Linked DNA regions of Sus scrofa: region 2 is linked to region 1. A link is a contact called in public HiChIP or PLAC-seq data. All regions are on one chromosome and are shown on one strand. The core of a region is the stretch at or near the end of the contact, and the rest is flanking DNA. Distances in the headings are between cores, read along the strand shown.

What was found. HiChIP or PLAC-seq counts read pairs in DNA pulled down with a chosen protein or histone mark.
Region 2: an H3K27ac HiChIP or PLAC-seq map of alveolar macrophages shows a contact between it and region 1. The contact joins the promoter of TMEM161B here to the promoter of CCNH in region 1. A contact is called at or near these places in 1 of 5 promoter capture datasets (liver), 2 of 47 Hi-C or Micro-C datasets (heart right ventricle and liver) and 1 of 2 datasets of contacts at active chromatin or transcription factors (alveolar macrophages).

The regions. Positions count from the first base shown.
Region 1 is chr2:95,015,336-95,021,279 of Sscrofa11.1, forward strand. It overlaps CCNH (cyclin H), which reads right to left and starts at 3,156. Exons shown (of 9, transcript NM_001166313.1): 1 at 3,040-3,156; 2 at 883-1,005. The coding sequence starts at 3,156. It overlaps LOC110259418 (a long non-coding RNA gene), which reads right to left. Exons shown (of 3, transcript XR_002341805.1): 3 at 5,336-5,659.
Region 2 is chr2:95,696,815-95,702,758 of Sscrofa11.1, forward strand. TMEM161B (transmembrane protein 161B) reads right to left here and starts at 3,761. Exons shown (of 12, transcript XM_003123774.5): 1 at 3,611-3,761. The coding sequence starts at 3,613.

The DNA.
Region 1 (5,944 bases), core at 1,906-4,405:
TACTTCAGGTTTTTTTTTTTTTCCCCAACTATAAAAATGGAGATTATTTCTTCGGGGGTTATTCTCTATTGGACCATAAATTATTCACGCTGTATAACTTGAAAAAGTATGACTTTCACTTAAGACTTTCATATTTGACCTTCACAACAAAACTGTGTGATAATAAGAAAAAATATTTTATATATCTCTTTTTTTATCTTATAGGCGTTTAAATTTAAATTTCTATCAATAAAAACATACAAGGTGAACAATTAGAAGGGCAGTGTTTGTAAATCCACATAGCAAAAAGTTCTAACTACATGTTTCTCCTCACCATTACCCCATCAGAGTACGTACACACACGCACACACACAGTGCTCAGAACCATACATGTGAAACAGCCACAAGACAAGTTTCACCCAAAAGTAAACCTCCAGTTTCTACTACTCAAGGTTTAAAAAATTACAGCATGACTTTTGGCTGGGGCATAGGATTACAGATGATGAATAAATGCATTATTTCACATGTGTGTGAAGAGTTTAAAAAGCACTAGTCCATGGGACCATAAGGTAGGAGTTATAATGCTCACTAATTGAGAATCTGGAGGGAAAGTAATTTGATTTTTTCTTTTTCTATAAAATGAGGATATCATGATCTATGTATCAGGCCTTAAAATTCTTTTGATATGAAATGATTCTTGAAACACTTCTGAGAGATACAACATAGGAGTTCATAATTTAAGGCATTTATGAAAAATGTATGTGACAAAAACTTAAATACATAAATTATATATTTATATAACAAAAGTATATTTTGGAGGAAAGTAGATAAGAATTAAATATAATTGATCAGATTTCAGAAATTAGCTAAATGACATTATACTTCACCACTACAATAACTTACCACAACAGACCTTGGCATTGCTGGCTTAAACACTGAACAGAATTCCAATAATCTTTTCTCATAGTATTTGCAGAGTATCATTTCTTCATGAGGCTCAAGAAAGATTGGGTCATTTGGAAGAACCTTTGAATCAAAAATTAGAATAAAAATGTAATGAATTAGATAATCTTAAAAAATTTTTTAATCTTAAAATATTTTTCTTTGTCCAGATTAAATTTAGTTTAGAGATCCAACCAAAAGGAAATATACCATATTTTTCCTTTATCAGAAAATTGCTAATATTACACAAAATAGCTTTTAAGAAAATATTTAATAAACTACACCATAACTGCATATTTTCTCAGTATGTCAGCTGAATATCTGCCTCACTAAGGTACAAGCAATCATGAGGAGCATGTGTATATGTTCATAGGTTTGATGTCATTATTTATAAATCAATAAAGATATACTGTCAATGGCTGGAAAACTTTCAATATCCCTCAGTCAGTTATTAAATCACACGGGTTTGAGTAAAAATCAACAAGTGTCACAAGGATAATTCTGATCCTTAACACTTTATCTCTTTCCTACCTTTGTAAAATCTCTACAGACTATACTTGATAGTTAATAAACACTACACATTTACAACAAATATTCATTTAATGCTATTAAGAGTTTAATTAGGACTGCCAAAAAAAGTGTTGATTTCTAGCCCCCAGTACCTCAGAAGGTGAGGAAATAAGATCTCTGCAGATTTAATTAGTTAAGATGACGTCACACTGAAGTAGAATGGGCTCCTAATCCAGTATGATTGGTATCTTTATAAGTAGAATATGTGAGGGCACAGAGACACATGGAGAACATTTTGTAAAGATGGATGTAAAGATTGGAGTTAGCTGCTGCAAGCAAAGGTACACCCGGGTTATCAGAAGCTGGAAGAGGAAAGGAAGGATCCTTCCTAGAAGCCACAGAGATTACCACTTGGCTAACACCTTGACCTCAGATTTCTAGCCTCCAGAACCTCAGACTTCTATCCTCCATTGTTTTAGACAATGAATTTCTGTTTTAATGCACCCAGTTTGTGGTAAATTTTTTAAGAGCAGTCCTAAGCAACTAACACAGGTTCTAACTTTAAAGACAGCACAGCCTTGTGGTTTACTGAAGGAATGCTGGAACGAGATTCCAGGGGTTCAAATCCTGGCTCTGTCACTTATTAGCATATAGCCTGAGAAGTTATTCAACCTCTCTGTACCTCAGTTTCCTCAGATGTAAAGCAAGGAAAACAACAGTATCTACCTCATGGAGTAGTTGTGAGGGCTGTATGAGCTCACACATACTAAATACTTGAATTTTGCACAATATGTATTACTTTGTGCAGCACAAAGTGATATGAAGTAAGTTGTGAATTATAGGTAAAGGTACCTCAGTACTCAGAATCAAAACAGGTCTGACACAGAAGCTAGAATGGATGGTGGTGTTTTTTTGGAGCTTGTGAGCAAAGATTAAACCGAAGAGGAAGGAGAACAGGAAGGACGTGGCTGGCAGGCCACAGTCCAAACCATCTCTGTCTGGTCAACTGGTTCATGCTAACGGTCTCTTGTCCCCCTGCCTCCACCATGCCCCATCCAATCAATCCATTCTTTCCCAGAAAGCTCGTTCTACAACAGAATCTAACAGGGTTAATTTCCAATATAAAATTTCACAAACTTTAAACTCTTTACTTCCATTTACGAGTCCCCTGTCTACCTTCTCCAGCCTTTCATGCACAGGTACTCAGCTTCCGCCACACAGAACCATGAGCGTTCCACGGACCAGCCCTGCAATTACTGACCTTCTACTTTGCACTTGTGGCTCTGTCCACCTGGAAGGTCCTTCCCCCATCTTCTCCACAACAGCTGATGAGAAAAGTCCCTCCCCTCATTATATTAGCATCCTACAAAGTGTATTCTTTGCCGTTACTGCTTTTTTATCTTTCCTTCACTTGACTGTAAGATGGATAGTTTCGTCTGTCCCTAACCCAGAGCATCCGGCAGAGTGCTCGTCGTTTACTAAATAAACGCACTCTGCACTGAGAAGGCAGGGGCAGGTAGGAAGAAGGTGTGCAGGGAGTCCTGGCGGAGGGGGACGGGCTAGAGCTCGTAGAGACCTAGGTAAGGGGCCGGCAGCGGGAGCTCTTACCTTCCCATTCGCCACTGCTTTGCATCTGAATTTGCGGTTGGCGTCGGCCCGCAACCGGGCTAGCTGCTCCTCACTGGCGAAAGTCCAGTGCCGCTTCTGGCTACTATTGTGGTACATACTTAAGTTGGAGGCCAGGCCCAGAGGGCCTTGAGCGAGGACCGCGAACTGCGCCGCACCAGAGTGGAAAGCAGATAAGCCACAAACCAAGACCCCTGGGAAGCCGAGGGAATCAGGTCCGCCTGGCGCGGGCGCGTTGACGTCAAGGTCACGTGGTAATCCCCTCCGCAGTCGCGCTTCCGGAGCGGAAGAGGAGAAGAATGTCTCCGCGCGGGATCGCTGGCCCGCTGCCCACGACGCAAGTAGGCGTAGCCTGTAGAAGGCTCCTCCTCGCTTTTAGCCTCGGTCCTAGCTCCGCCCTTCCCCACAAGATTTAAAGGAGAAGCGACAGGCAGGGTGTCCAAAAGGGAATAATTTGTGGCTATGTTGAAGCTAACATAAGCAATTCACGTGGGATAAGTGAAGTGTGGAAAGGACGTGAGAGGGTGTCACCTTTTAAATAGAATGTTCAGAGGAGGTCTCACTGAGGTGACATTTGAGCAAGGACTTGAAAGAGTCGCGGAAGTACCAATCATGTAGCGGGTGATATTGGAACAGATGGAACAGTCAAGGTCCTAGGGCAGAAGCATTCCTTCCTTCCGTTTTAAGGAAGAACGTCTGGGGCGCTAATTGGAAAACTAGAAGCAGTGCAGGAGTATTGTCCTTCACTGTTGTGACACGTATGTGTCCCTTTCTATTATTTTCTGTGCCTTTTTTCTTCTGCTTCTGTTGATGACTAGCCAATCCTCTCCCCCATTTCCATCTCTGAGGCCACAATGTATGGTAGTGGTAATTTTAGGGTTTTCTTGAGATTCCCATCTTTATTATTGCCCTCAAGGGAGCCTTACAACAAGCTGTTATTAAACTTAAGATTTTATATCTATCTATATATATGTAAAACTAATGCTTTCAAAATTGTTTTTGAGATACAGAATTTACATTGATCACATAAAAGTCTTTACTGATTTTATATTTGTCCCATTTAGGCATACCTTCTCCTGTGCATCATACATTGTGTTAGAAAGGATGGATTTACTTACTGTAAGTTGTTTTCCTAAAAATAAACATTAAAAAAGCACATAAAGATAGTGAGATTCAGAAAGTTGAAAAGGTCTATAGGTAAAAAGAGGTTTCATGGTATCTCTAACTCTGCTTTCAATGAAAATATTTTTAAAGCCTTATGAAAGAGAGAGTTTTTTTCCCCCCTTTTTTGTTTTGTTTGGGTGGGTGCAGTTGAAGGTAGACTTTTACAGTTATTTGAATTTCTTGAACTCACACCATTTGTAGTTTATAACCGGAGATCCAGACACTCCTTGAACATAAGTTAGTAAGTTGAGTAGTACATTGGCTAAGAAAAGAGGGAAAAAGAGAAAAAAGAAAATGTGCTGATGTTAAGGAAGGATACGGCAAGTTATGAGTCCAATGGTTTGTGAGCATCCAAAGAGACTGTATAATGGGAAAGAGTAATTTAAAAGGAAAAACAGAAAGTCAGGAAAAGAAGTGATTTAGATAAATGAATGTATGTATAAAATCTTAGAACCATGAAAGTTATGTATACTATGTCAATTCTTTTTGTTTTTCTGAAAGGCAATGACAGCTCCTTTAGTTTCATGTAAAGGGAAATAAAAATGGGCATTTGAGAGAAATGGTGGGATATGATTTCCACAGGGATAGGAATAAAATTGCTGAGTGTCATAGTTCATTTAGGAAGACAAATATGACAACCTGGTGTTGCTGGTGTTAACTATTTTTTTTTTAAACCTTTAGCAAATCTTAGTCCATGAAAATTAACATTGACCAGATTTGGGGGGTGTAGAAGGAATTATAGCTGAGTTAACTATCTACAGAATAAAGCTGTTCCTGATGCCTTGACATTAAGGCTCATATATGATTTATTCTTGTTAAGGTGAGCAAGGTAGATGTTGCATTTTCATTCAGCCTGAGTGACATTCCCCTCTTCAGCCTGTTGAGCACAATTTTTTGTGCAGTTTCTCCAGTGGAAGGCAGACTAAGGACTTCATTTTTTTTTTTTTAATTTGACATGCCCATGGCATGTCAAAATCCCAGTCCAGGGATTGAACCTGTGTCGTAGCTGTGACCTGAGCCACTGCAGTGACAACACTGGATCCTTAACCCATTGTGCCATCAAGGTAACTCCTCCTACCCAATTACTATTACCTTTAAATCTCAATTTCCTTGCTACTAGATGGAGATACTTTAAACAAAACAACAAAATAAAACCCCAAACAGAATCTAAACATCCTAAAAGAGTAATGAAAGTGTTAAAAATTTGAAAACAAATATGTAATATTTCATTAAGTACTACCCAGAATTAAATGTTAACAGGAAAGATTAAGTGACTTTTTTAAGAAACGTGATCTCTTTTGTTATGATATAGTTGTTAAATAGGAAAGGCTCTAAGCTTACCTATTTGCTATGCCAAAGCTTCCCATGAGAGTGTTGGGAATTCCTCTCTTTTGCTTTAGGACAAGCTTCTCTCTTCCTCAGACTCTGCTGTAGTTATCTTAATGTTTTGGGGAAAATAAAGAACATCAGACTCCCTGATCTTAGGAGTAAAGGAGGAAAAGGGGAATTGGGTGGAGGAGTGACCAATAAATATGTGTGGGACTGCCAGTAATTTTGTAGTCTAAAAACATTTTATTAAGTGCCCTGATTAATTTATAGCTCTTTCCAAACTCATCAGCATACTCATATCCACATAGTTTCTGATTTCAGGGCCACAAAGGTGATAGTGGGGCATGGGAATAAACCATGTCTATTCTCACAAAAACATACAGTCTTTATAATC
Region 2 (5,944 bases), core at 2,511-5,010, 680 kb after region 1:
TATATTCTCTTTCAGAGGATAGAAGCAGAGGGAATACTTCTTAACTCATTCTATGAAGCCAGCATTACCCTAATACTAAAATCAGGAGAGGCATGGTGTAATACTAAAACCAGAAGAGGCATTATAAGAACACAAAAAACAAACAAACAAAAAAACTACGGACCATTATCTCTCATAAACATGTATGCAAAAATTTTAAACAAAACACTAACAAATCAAATCAACAATGTATAAGAAGAATTATACACAATAGAGTGAAATTTATTCCAGGTATTAGAGACTAGTTCAACATTCAAAAATTGATTAAAGTAATTCACCATATCAACACACCACACATCTGATTACCACTCAGCCCACAAAAACCTCTAATATCTCCATTAAAATTTCTAATGTCTCCATTAGAGTTCCTTCAAAGTATGCTTAAAGATCACCAGCTTCAGACTTAGCTGAAACTGAGAATGTAATTTTTAATGAGTTTTATACTTATCTTGGAAGAAATTCCACCCCTAATAATGGAGCCTGGAAAAACATTTTTATCAAGCCTCACAGAAGAATCTGATGAGAATTACTGCTCAACCCACTTTTAAAAACTAAGTTGAAGCCACCCTCACCCCCATCAGAATTAATTTCTTCCCTCTGTACTACTGTTTGAATACCTTACATGTATTGCTCTTATGACATTTACTACATTATCTGTTCCCAACAGCCCTCTTTACTGCTCAAAAAGAGAACTTTCTCATTAACTCTGATTAAGGCAGAGATGCACAACCTTTTTTTTTTTTCCACAACCAACACACCAGAGCACAATCCCAGCCTTAAAAGCTACTACAGTATGCTACATAGGTAAAACAAGCCATTAGATTCCTCCAATTCCAGGAGCTTGTTCTAATCTACTCTCCTCCCACAAATCAGCCTAAATGATGGAAAGATCTGTTTGATTAAAGTTGGATTATAATTTTCAAAAAGAAAAGTATATAATAAACAGTTATACTTCTTTGGTAAGTTTTCTATGGACTATCCATTCTCACAACACAAAAACAAACACTGAGAGTGAATACTCAGTATTTTTAGCTAGATCATGAGTTTACATCGATTAAAACAAAAATAAAATCAAAGTGTAAAACAAAAAAGCCTTTGCTTTCCATTTTGAGATAGTATTTAAGGCAGTAATAAAATACCTGACCAAACACTGACAAAGATTCCAAGTATTACCTGGTATATTTAAAAATGAATGATTTTTTTAAAATAAATCAGACTTGAGAAATGTGGGGGCAGTGGGGGACAGTGGAATCAAACTCAATTTTACTTAATCAGAAACCTTCTGAAAATTCTACAAAAGTCCTCAATGAAGTCATAGAATCATAAATATAAGAGTTAAAAGGTGTTTTAATTCTCACCAAGTTCCACTTCTCTTATATAGAAGGAAACTGGAATCCTTATCTAAGTTGAGTGATTTTGCCAAATTCACATAACTAATAATGGGGAGAATCTGGGCTTTCTGAGTTCAAGTACTGCATTCTTTTCATTATATCATTGGGTTCAAGCAGTGTGCAAGATCTCAACTAAGCTGAATCCTAAATAAATTCAACCCCTGTTCACCTCATTTAATAGCTAAACCCTTTCTGATTCCGGTCAATGACTACACTTGCATATACAGACATTCTCAATTTCATAATTGGGAAAGTTGAAGCCAGGCATTTAGTAACTCAGAAATATAAGCAGTAACAAAATGGAAAGAGTCAACCTATGCAGCTCCTGGTGATAACTCTACAGGTGACATTCTCTTAAGTAACATTTTGATAAATATCATGAGATTACTTTAGCTTAAAACAAAACTACCTTTTTTGAGCTGGCAGAGGGACGGGGGTTCTACTTCTATTACTACAGAATACAGACGACAAGTTCATGTTCAGCTTCTTTGTTAACAATCAACATTTCTTTAGATTTTAATTACGGCCTATCTTCAACTTTTCAAATCAAGATATTAAAAACTGAGCTTAAATTTAAGAACTGGAGATCTGAGTTAAAGTTCAAACTGTGCCAAAGTATTGTAAATCACTGCCTATTTCTAGACCTCAGATTCTTCCCTCTGAACACAACTGGAGTGAAAAGAGGGAGGCAGGTAGTTAAGCTAGTTATTATTTTTAGTTCCTCCAAGTTCTACTACTCCTTACCTTTGTCTAATTTTATTGATACAAAAGGAGAAAAAACTCTTTAAAATTACAAATTGTACTGTTCACTGAGATTTAAAGAAACATATACACACACTAGTTCCCAAAAGAGCTGGTAGAGTGCACCAGGAACCATATTACTTCCAAGTTCTTTGGTTTCAGTCAGTTAAGTTTCTACAAGTCATTCAAATGTCAATCATCGCAGTAGCTGAACAATGTCAACATTTGGTCCTGAAAAAATATGGAAGACTGAAGCTAAACTACAAGACAGAATATTCTCCAGATGAGGATGTGAAATCTTTTATACAGCTATTAACTGTCAATTTGGAACATTCCTGGATCCCCATGATATTGCAAAACAGCAAAGGTTAAGAAACCTCACCACCACCAGCCACTCTGTGTTTTGGAAATGGTTTATGCAAAGAACCAAGGGTCCCCAGAGGACTTAGGAAAGCAAAACTCAGGAATTACCCACCCCCCGTACACCTACAACAAGGTCAGACATAGCTACTGCAAATTCCCACTCTTTCTTTCAAAAATGATTAGTTGAACTGCTTGTCCCCACAGAACAACTGAAACAAATGTTACTCAAATTCTAAAATCTCTTCCCCCAGGTTCCTGAACTTTGGCCGTCGCTCAGTCTGAATCATGATACAATTCCTCAATAGTTTTTCCTCAGAACAGGTTAGCCCGAAAGTAAAACTTACCCTTATTTACAGTCCAGTCACACCACCCCTTCATCTCACTTCCCCACATTTCTTCCTATCCTTGTTTCCTACTCCTGAAAATAATAAATAAATAAATAACACTTCTGCCTAAACTTTGTGACTCTTGCAGATCTTATTCATGGTAAAGGCATCCTCTCGACGCCATAGTTCCCTCCTCCATGCCCTTACAACATTCCTTTCCAATAAAGACCCTCTATTAAGTCCAGATTTTTTGACACCTTATCCAGTTGCAAATGGGCTCAGTTATATGCCATTTTTGTTTTCGTTTTTTCGGGTTTTTTTTCTTTTTGTAAGTGACAGGTGTTGATCCTCTACAATGGGATCTGTTGTGTCCACCTGGAAAGGCTTAAGTCACTTTAAGATCTCAAGTTCTTGGCCACCGCCCTGCAGGTGAAGAGAGAAAAGAGCTGATCAACAGGGCAAGGTCAACTCTGGGACCACCTGGCTCCACCGGCCGTCCGCAGTGAATGGGCCGTGAACATTCTACCTATCCCGTACTCCTGGACAGAGCTCGCGGTTGGGCTGGACAGACACTGCTTCCTGAGAGGTCCCGGAGCTCCAGAGCAGAGAGTATGTCCTGCCCTACTGCTCACCACATAGCGCCCGCCCGCTTCATCCCCAGCTCAACACCGGACCGGCTACCTTCACAGCCTGAACTTCCAGCCCTTTCCTCCCCACTGTGGTAAATCCAGCCCTCAGAGAAGGACTCACCATGGCTCCAAGGACAGGTCGTGGACCAGAGGCGCTGGAGTCGCCGGGACCGGCCCAGACCTCCCCTCCCCACTCCGCAGCCGGGATCCACTCGACACCGCGAAGGAGAAGGTCTTCCGGCTCTGCCGGAAGCTCCTCTTGCGCGGGACAGGAAGTCCCTCCCATCTCCTGAACGCCGGCGACCCCACGCCACGCAGAGGTGAGGATACGCAGGACGTCCTCTATTGCCATTTCCGTGGGTGCCAGGATAGAGGCTGGGGGTGGTACTGACCTTGAGAGTGCGTGGGGGAGGCGCAGGCGCAGCACAGGTAGGTGGGCGGGTGGGCGGTGCGCCACTGTAGCGTCTGCGAGGATCCTCGAGGTAGGTTGGGTGGGTTGGGCAAGAGCGCTCCCTCATCCTGGAAAAGCAGTTCAGGTTGGTGCATGGTTGGGAGCCGACCCAGATCCAGAGGATATAGAGCGGGAGGAAACCACAGGCGCGCTATTACTGAGACAATGCAGTGATTTCTTCAGCCCAGCTACGCTCTTTCTCTTTTCACCTTCTCATTTTTCTGGCTATCCTTGAAGACTTTCTGGATCCCCACAGACCTGTTCCTCTGTCGTCTCTGCTCCCTGCTTTAAAGGGTCCTCCGGCTCTACCCTTCCTCAGGGCAGTGGAATTTGATCATGAGAAGTTTCTTCACTATTCACAGATATCAGCTGAAACCAGAAAGACATCTACCTAGAGCTAAGAAATCGGGAAGAAAATTCTGCCTGTTTAATACATGCCATTGAGGACGGTTTCCTTTTAGCTTAAATATATATATTATGTATATAATGTATATAATTAGATGGAAAAATATCAAAACCCTGTATAGCTCCCAAATTTGTGTTGTTTTTTCCAAAAGGCATTTCCGTTTTATGTACCTGTCACCTCTCTTTTTATTTGGCTATACATAGGACTAGAGGCAGGCTTGAAATAGCTATACAAAATACCTATAACCCAGAAATTCATCTCGCAACCTGAGGATCCTTGCTTAAGTCGTGACTATATCTGCAGTTTAATCGGTGGAATTTCTTTTTACTATTGGGTCTGGTTCTGCCGTAAAGCTGGAATTGGGATGGGAAACTAGAAAGCTTCAAAAGAGTTTAAGAAAGTTGAGTTGACAGGGGTGGTTAGAGATGTTAAGTTTCATGCTCCTTACCAGAGTACCTGGATAGGTGATATCCAAGCTATAAGATGGTCTTAAAACCCTAGGAATCAGAGTTCTGAGCCATCCCAAAGAAGCATGCACTGGCCAATTACTTTATTTTAGAAAGAGGAATAGAGACTGGGAGTGTGAGTTATTTTTACTTAAATTGTGTTTATTGGGGGATCTGTTTTGTGAAACAAATCCTATTGAAGATGAATCCAGAACTTCCCCGAAGGTACTACTTTGTGCTGGATGGCACAAGTTTGTAAACATGCCCCAGGGCATCTGCAAATTCTAAGTATGGTAGAGAGAGATTGGAGCTGGCTGCTAGTGTATCATTGGAAAGCAGTTGCTATCCTTGAGGAAGAAAAGGTGGAGAAGGAAAATGGCTATCAGTCTGTCAGTGACCACACATCCTGTGAAGTCTTACTCTTTTCATTTCTTACACTGTGGTTCTTATCTCTGTCCTAAATTTGGCAGAATCATTGAGGTTCACAAAATAGCTCCTTCTATGTGACACTAGTATTCAAATTATTAGAATCCATTCCTGCCACAGTAAAACCAGGGAAGGAAATCAGTTATCTGCTAATCATTTTTAATAGATCATGGGGTTCTATGTTCCTTATTTAGTGTATGGCAAGTTGATAAATAACTCTTGGTTAGTATCCTTTAATGTTCCTATTTATATTACAATGAAAAATCCATTATATAAGTAATGTTTTTTAAAGATTAAAATGCATACACTATATGTTTTAAGGCAGCATCTCCTAGTTTTTTTAAATCAGAATAAGTATAACGTATAAGGTTACATGCCTGGAAGTAGAGGAATTTACCTATTTCCATTACTTAAGAAAAGCAACAAATAATTACCCTCTCCTTTAACACCTATACCTACCTGGAACATTTTCAACCGTTAAGACTTGTCAGTTTTCCAAAGTCTAGCGCCATATTTTTTGCATAATATTTCCCAGATAGCTTCTCTAAGAAATTTCCTCTTACCTTTAATAAACATAATTCTACTTTCTTATAAAATGCATTTGTAATCCCTCCTTCTACAGTGTATAATGTTTACTTAATTAGACCTAAATACCTGGAGAGCAGGACCTTTTTTGTGTTGCCCACCATCTTCCCCTTGAAAAATACAATTTAAATGAATGTTGTG